Regions from separate parts of the Mus musculus genome. Here region 1 is linked to region 2. Evidence: chromatin contacts called from public HiChIP or PLAC-seq data. All regions are on one chromosome and are shown on one strand. The core of a region is the stretch at or near the end of the contact, and the rest is flanking DNA. Distances in the headings are between cores, read along the strand shown.

The links. HiChIP or PLAC-seq counts read pairs in DNA pulled down with a chosen protein or histone mark.
Region 1: an H3K27ac HiChIP or PLAC-seq map of acute myeloid leukemia shows a contact between it and region 2, with 4 times the contacts expected there. The contact joins two enhancer-like sites. A contact is called at or near these places in 6 of 115 datasets of contacts at active chromatin or transcription factors (acute myeloid leukemia, bone marrow-derived macrophages, embryonic stem cells and 1 more).

The regions. Positions count from the first base shown.
Region 1 is chr5:53,538,621-53,541,320 of GRCm38.p6, forward strand. No RefSeq gene overlaps it. Among named protein-coding and RNA genes, the nearest start is that of Gm40304, 7.1 kb to the right of the region's middle. Within about 2 kb of position 1,306, at least 50 of the 459 cell types and tissues checked have an H3K27ac peak or open chromatin away from gene starts, as enhancers often do. A contact at or near this core is called in acute myeloid leukemia and bone marrow-derived macrophages, where this site is marked.
Region 2 is chr5:53,336,553-53,339,252 of GRCm38.p6, forward strand. No RefSeq gene overlaps it. Among named protein-coding and RNA genes, the nearest start is that of Gm40303, 71 kb to the left of the region's middle. Within about 2 kb of position 1,404, at least 24 of the 459 cell types and tissues checked have an H3K27ac peak or open chromatin away from gene starts, as enhancers often do. A contact at or near this core is called in acute myeloid leukemia and bone marrow-derived macrophages, where this site is marked.

The sequences.
Region 1 (2,700 bases), core at 56-2,555, 200 kb after region 2:
CTCTCTCTCTCTCTCTCTCTCTCTCTCTCTCTCTCTCTCGCCTGCCAATGGCTCCCTTTCCCCTGGACTGGACTACCTGGTCAGGTCTCAGTGGGAGACAATTAGTTTCCTTAGTCCTTAGTGCTTAGTCTTGCTGTGACTGGATGTCCTGGGGTGGGGATGGTAACCAAGGGGGACTTACCCTTCTCTAAGAAGAAGGGGAGGGGGAAGTGGGGAGAGGGATTTGTAGAGTGGATCTGGATGCAAAATGAATAAATACATAAATTAATAAAGAAATGTTTAGTTGCCCCAAGAGTACAGAAACAAACCACTACCAGTCACACAGCAGCTCGGATAAATTGTCCAGTCAGTGCGGTTGTCTGGCGTTGCTTGTTGAAAATGGTGGTGGTTTGCAAATCAATAGAAATAGCCCCACCTCCTTTAGCTTTGAAAAGTGTTTCTCCTTAAAATACTACTACCTTCTCATACCTTTGCGTTTCCATGGGACTTCTTTCTTGTCTCTTCACCTTCTCCAGGGAGCCTCCCTGGTTTCTCTACCCCTCCTTTGGGAAAACCCACCACCACTCTTGTCTGTGTCAATGTTTGGTTGGTTGGTTGGTTTTTGGTTTTTCGAGACAGGGTCTCTCTGTGTAGCCCTGACTGTCCTGGAACTCACTTTGTAGACCAGGCTGTCCTCGAACTCAGAAATCCGCCTGCCTCTGCCTCCCGAGTGCTGGGATTAAAGACGTGCGCCACCATGCCCAGCATTGTCTGTGTCAACGTATACACACCTGCTCACTATGACTTTTTTTTTTTTTTAGGAAAACATCATATTTTATCTGTTTTTTGATGCACATGTCTTCTTCCTTTAATGATTCAAGGTGGTATCTTAGACAGAATGGTAAGAGGAAGCAAGGGAGGAGTTCTATGGGGGGAGACATTGTCACACTCACCCTAAACACACAGTACTTGGAAAGTGAAGAAAATGTTAGGTGGCATTGTACCCTGGGGAAAACAGTAAAAAGGGAGACTGTTTTAAAGGCAGAAGTACACAGAAATTGGCAATGAGAAAATAAACCACGAAGGAATAAGACAGGAGAAATAGATTCCTTGGTAGGAAATGTGCTGAGATAAACAGAGAATCAAACAGGGGTTTTAGTTGTTCTTTTTGTATGGTTTAGTTTTGTGTTTTAAGGCAGAGGGAATGAAAGGCAGAAGAAATGGCCAGAGAAGCATTTTTATAATCCCCTTAAGTCAATATGCTATGCCAACCAGAAGTACTAATTTGGACTTTGGGAAGTGGAGAATGGGGAAGCTCAACCCATGGCCAAAGGTAAGAGAACTGAGAAAAATGAATAGCGGGTAAAGAGGAAGAAGTGAGGGAAGTGGCCGGATCCTTTTTTGGTTATTGAAATGATTCCAAACGCAATCAGTTTTCAACAACTTTGCAGAATCAAAGGGGATGGAGGAAACCGCAGCGAAGGGAACTTGGAGTGCAAATGATATTTGTGTCACTAGCTACAATGGAATATTTGACTCTGTTCTCCAGCTCCTTCCACTTTCTGCCTTACCCTGATGGCAGCACAGACCCAAACAGCACCTGAAGACACGTGAGGCACCAGGCACTGGGTGCAAATCCACAGGCAAAGCTGGAAGCACTGCCCCGGGCTGGGGGTGGGGGCCGGGGCCGGGGGGCGTGTCTGGTACAGAGGAGGCTCCAAGCTCCAGCCCCAGCACTGTTTAAAAAAGAAAAGGGGAAAGTACAGAGTGGACCGTTTTAGCCAGAATTTGTAAACGTGTCATCGTGTAAGAACTTCTCAACCTGAACTTGCATGCGACCAATCTAGCAATGTCTGTGACCACCCTCAGCTTTTTCCACCCCATAATCCTTCCTCTTTTTCAAAACCGTCACAGACACATTCGCTCTTCTTTTACCTAGATTAACACGGCGTGTTGAGGTGTGTGCAGCTTCTTTCCCTTGGCCTTTAGACCTTCCTTCTCAGCCAGTTCTCTTGGCTCCTTCTGAGTTTTCATTGAAAATTTCTTTCTAGATCCTTCTCTTGAATTGGCATTCAGTGGGAGTCCATTCTGCACTCATTTCTTCTTCTTCTTCTTCTTTTTTTTTTTTTTTTTTTTTTTTTGGTTTGTTGAGTTTGTTGAGATAGGGTTTCTCTGTGTAGCCCTGGCTGTCCTGGAACTCACTTTGTAGACCAGGCTGGCCTCGAACTCAGATATCCGCCTGCCTCTGCCTCCCGAGTGCTGGGATTAAAGGCGTGCACCACCACGCCCCGCCTGCATTTACTTCTTGAAAAGTCACTATTTCCTCTCTCTCTCTCTCTCTCTCTCTCTCTCTCTCTCTCTCTCTCTCTCTCTCTCTCTCTCTCTCTCTCTCCCTCCCTCTCTCCCTCCCTCCCTCCCTTGTGTCATAATGATTATTCAAGGGCAGCTGACCTGCCAGGCTCTTCCTGCCACAAAATCCTCTCGACTACTTAGCATTTCAACATCTGCACAGACCTGGGCATCATAAACTTCACTTGTTCAAATGCTCTCACTGCCTTCTCCTCAAAACGTGTTTCCCAAAATCCTATAGGGCATCTTTAATTTCTCCTTCAAACACACATCAAGTTCTCTTTTCCCAGCTTCTCCTTGTTAGGAATTTCTTGTTCTTGACCTGTCTAGTATTTTTTTTTTTAGAATTATTTATTTATTTTATGTATTATT
Region 2 (2,700 bases), core at 154-2,653:
GTTGCTGTGTGTATTCCATGTGCCACCTATGTCTGAAAGCCACCACATTCAGAAGCCTATTTAATCTTCTGGGTGTCTACAAGAGGGGATGCTGCAGTTGTCCCCATTGCAGAGATGGCAACGTTGAGTCCACGGTGTGGGCAGAGCTTGGATTCAAGCGCCATCCAACTACTCAGATCGGTTCTGCCTCACTCTGCCGCCTCCCTGTTGCTTGTCCTCGTCTAGCTTCTTATTCTCTGATACAATATGTCCTGGTTGCTTTTATTCAACAAAATGAACTTCCCCTTGTCTTCTTCCTCCCTCCCAGCCAAATGCCTTTGAAACAGAGTTGCATGCCTTCGGTGACCCCAACTTCTCCTTCCTCCTCATCAAACAGCATCCTGATACAGGCTTTCCCTGACAAGGAGACAGTGTTGACCAAGGCTACAAATGATGTCATTGTTTCCAAAGCCCGCAGATACAGCCCTGGTATCTATGCATTTATTGTAAGAATTATAATTATTGTAGCAATTTTTCATTATTTAAAAAGCTACAAATATACTTCTGGTCAAGGTGATACCAGTATAAATCACTATGTGGCACCTATTCTTCTATAAAGATAATCAGGGCTTAAACTCGAGTGTGTGTGTGTGTGTGTGTGTGAGAGAGAGAGAGAGAGAGAGAGAGAGAGAGAGAGAGAGAGACTGTGCTCATGTTGTGGAGGTCAGAGGATAACTTGCAAGAGTTAATTCTCTCCTTTTATTATGTGACCCCCGATGGTTAAAGTTACGTTGTCAGGCTCTGGAGCAAACAGCCACTAAACCACCTTATCAGCCCAGTGAGGTCTATACTCCTCAGAGCACACAGATGCAAGGCTTTGTGGCTGCTGGTTTGGAAACACAGCTAATGAACATGTTGTCAACCCCCAGATCAAGAGCGTCACCTGACAATTCGTGTATTTTATGAACAAAAGGCACAGGGTATTTTAAAGGAGTGAAGTTTGCAAATTCCAGGTTGTTTGGGTTTGATACGAGAGTTTTAAGAGGAAAAACACATCTAGGAATCCCAGCAGACAAGGTTGGGCCACCCATCCCAGCACACCTATGTCTGGCAAAAGCAGAAAGGGAGATTCAATCCACTTGGCCATATTGGGAAGAACAGATAGGGTTATAAATACCCCGAGTCCACTTTGGGTAACTGTTATAAACTTTAGGTTTACAGGAAGAATTTGAGCTGAGGGCAGGAGGTGTGTACAAGGAAGCACGTCTGGCTAAGGTCTGGCTGGCTGGTCACTGTCCTGTTTGTGGACACACAGGGGTTTGAATGGAAACTGTCCCCATGTGCTCATGAGTAGAACACATGGTCCTTAGTCGGTGGTGCTGTGTGTAAAGGCTCTGGAGGGACAGATTGACCACGGGAAGTGGGTTACTGAAGGCAGGGCCTCAGGGCTCACAGGCCAGCTCCCCTTCTGGTCTACTTGCTGCTTCCTCAGTATGGTTGCAACATGACTAGCCAGCTCCTTCCCCTGCCACCATGTCACACATGATGGATTATATCCACAGTAGCCAAAAGTAAACGTTTTCCTCACTCTTTTTTTTTTTTTTTTTCTGGTCTGAGTATTTTATTACAGTAACAGAACACTAAGACACTTGATGGCCCTACTTCTCAGTGAAGAAGAACAGAAGTGAGATTCCTTTAGAGAGATCTACTCTTTGTCCCCGCCCCCTAGCAGGGGACTCAATAGTAAGTACTGGGACAGAAACTGACAGAAGACAGAGAGATACCTTCCTGGGGCAGGTGGTGATGGGCAGGAAAGCCAGCTGGCACATACAGCTGGAGGGAAGCTGTGCATGGCTTTGAAGGGCAGCAGCCTTGGCACTTCTCTCGTGATTTTGAGAGTGAACACTTCCCAGTACCTGGCAAGGATGACATCTGAGAGCAGAACTTCTGACTTCCAATGCTCTTCTCCTTCATCCTGCAGGAACATCTCCTTGATTTCCCTGTGGCCACACTGTGTCTTGTCTTCACTTGCTTGACTCACATATGAATGCTATAAGGTTCCTGAGGCCCCAAGGCTGCTCCCAGCCAAGCAGGTGGCCTGTGTGAGGGAGGGATGGACCTGCACCTGGAGCAGTGGGCCTGCACCTGGAGCAGTGGGCCTGTACCTAGAGTGATGGGCCTGCACCTGGGGCGATGGGCCTGCACCTGGGGTGATGGGCCTGCACCTGACCCAGCTGTTGAGAGAATGGAAAGGGCAGCAGCTTGTTCTTTCATCCTCAGCTGACAAATCACAGCAGCCCTTGACATCTTTATGAAGAATATAGCTTCCTAAGGATTCAGAGGCAAAGATACCATCAAAAGGGAGGGGATATTAGCAGCCAAGATGGTCAGCAAGCATGAGGAATCATAGCTGAGACCTGGCAGAGCCTGAAGGGTCTGCTGCTACATTTTTTTTTAAAGGAAAGCTTCCTTCCTTCCTTCCTTCCTTTCTCTGTCTCTGTCTCTGTCTTGCTTTTTTTTTTTTAAAGATTTATTTTATTTATATGGGTACACTGTAGTTCTCTTTAGACACACCAGAAGAGGGCATCAGATCCCATTACAGATGATTGTGAGCCACCATATGGTTGCTGGGAATTGAACTCAGGACCTTTGGAAGAGCAGTCAGTGATCTTAACCGCTGAGCCATCTCAACAGCCTTCTGCTGCCACACTGAATCCATAA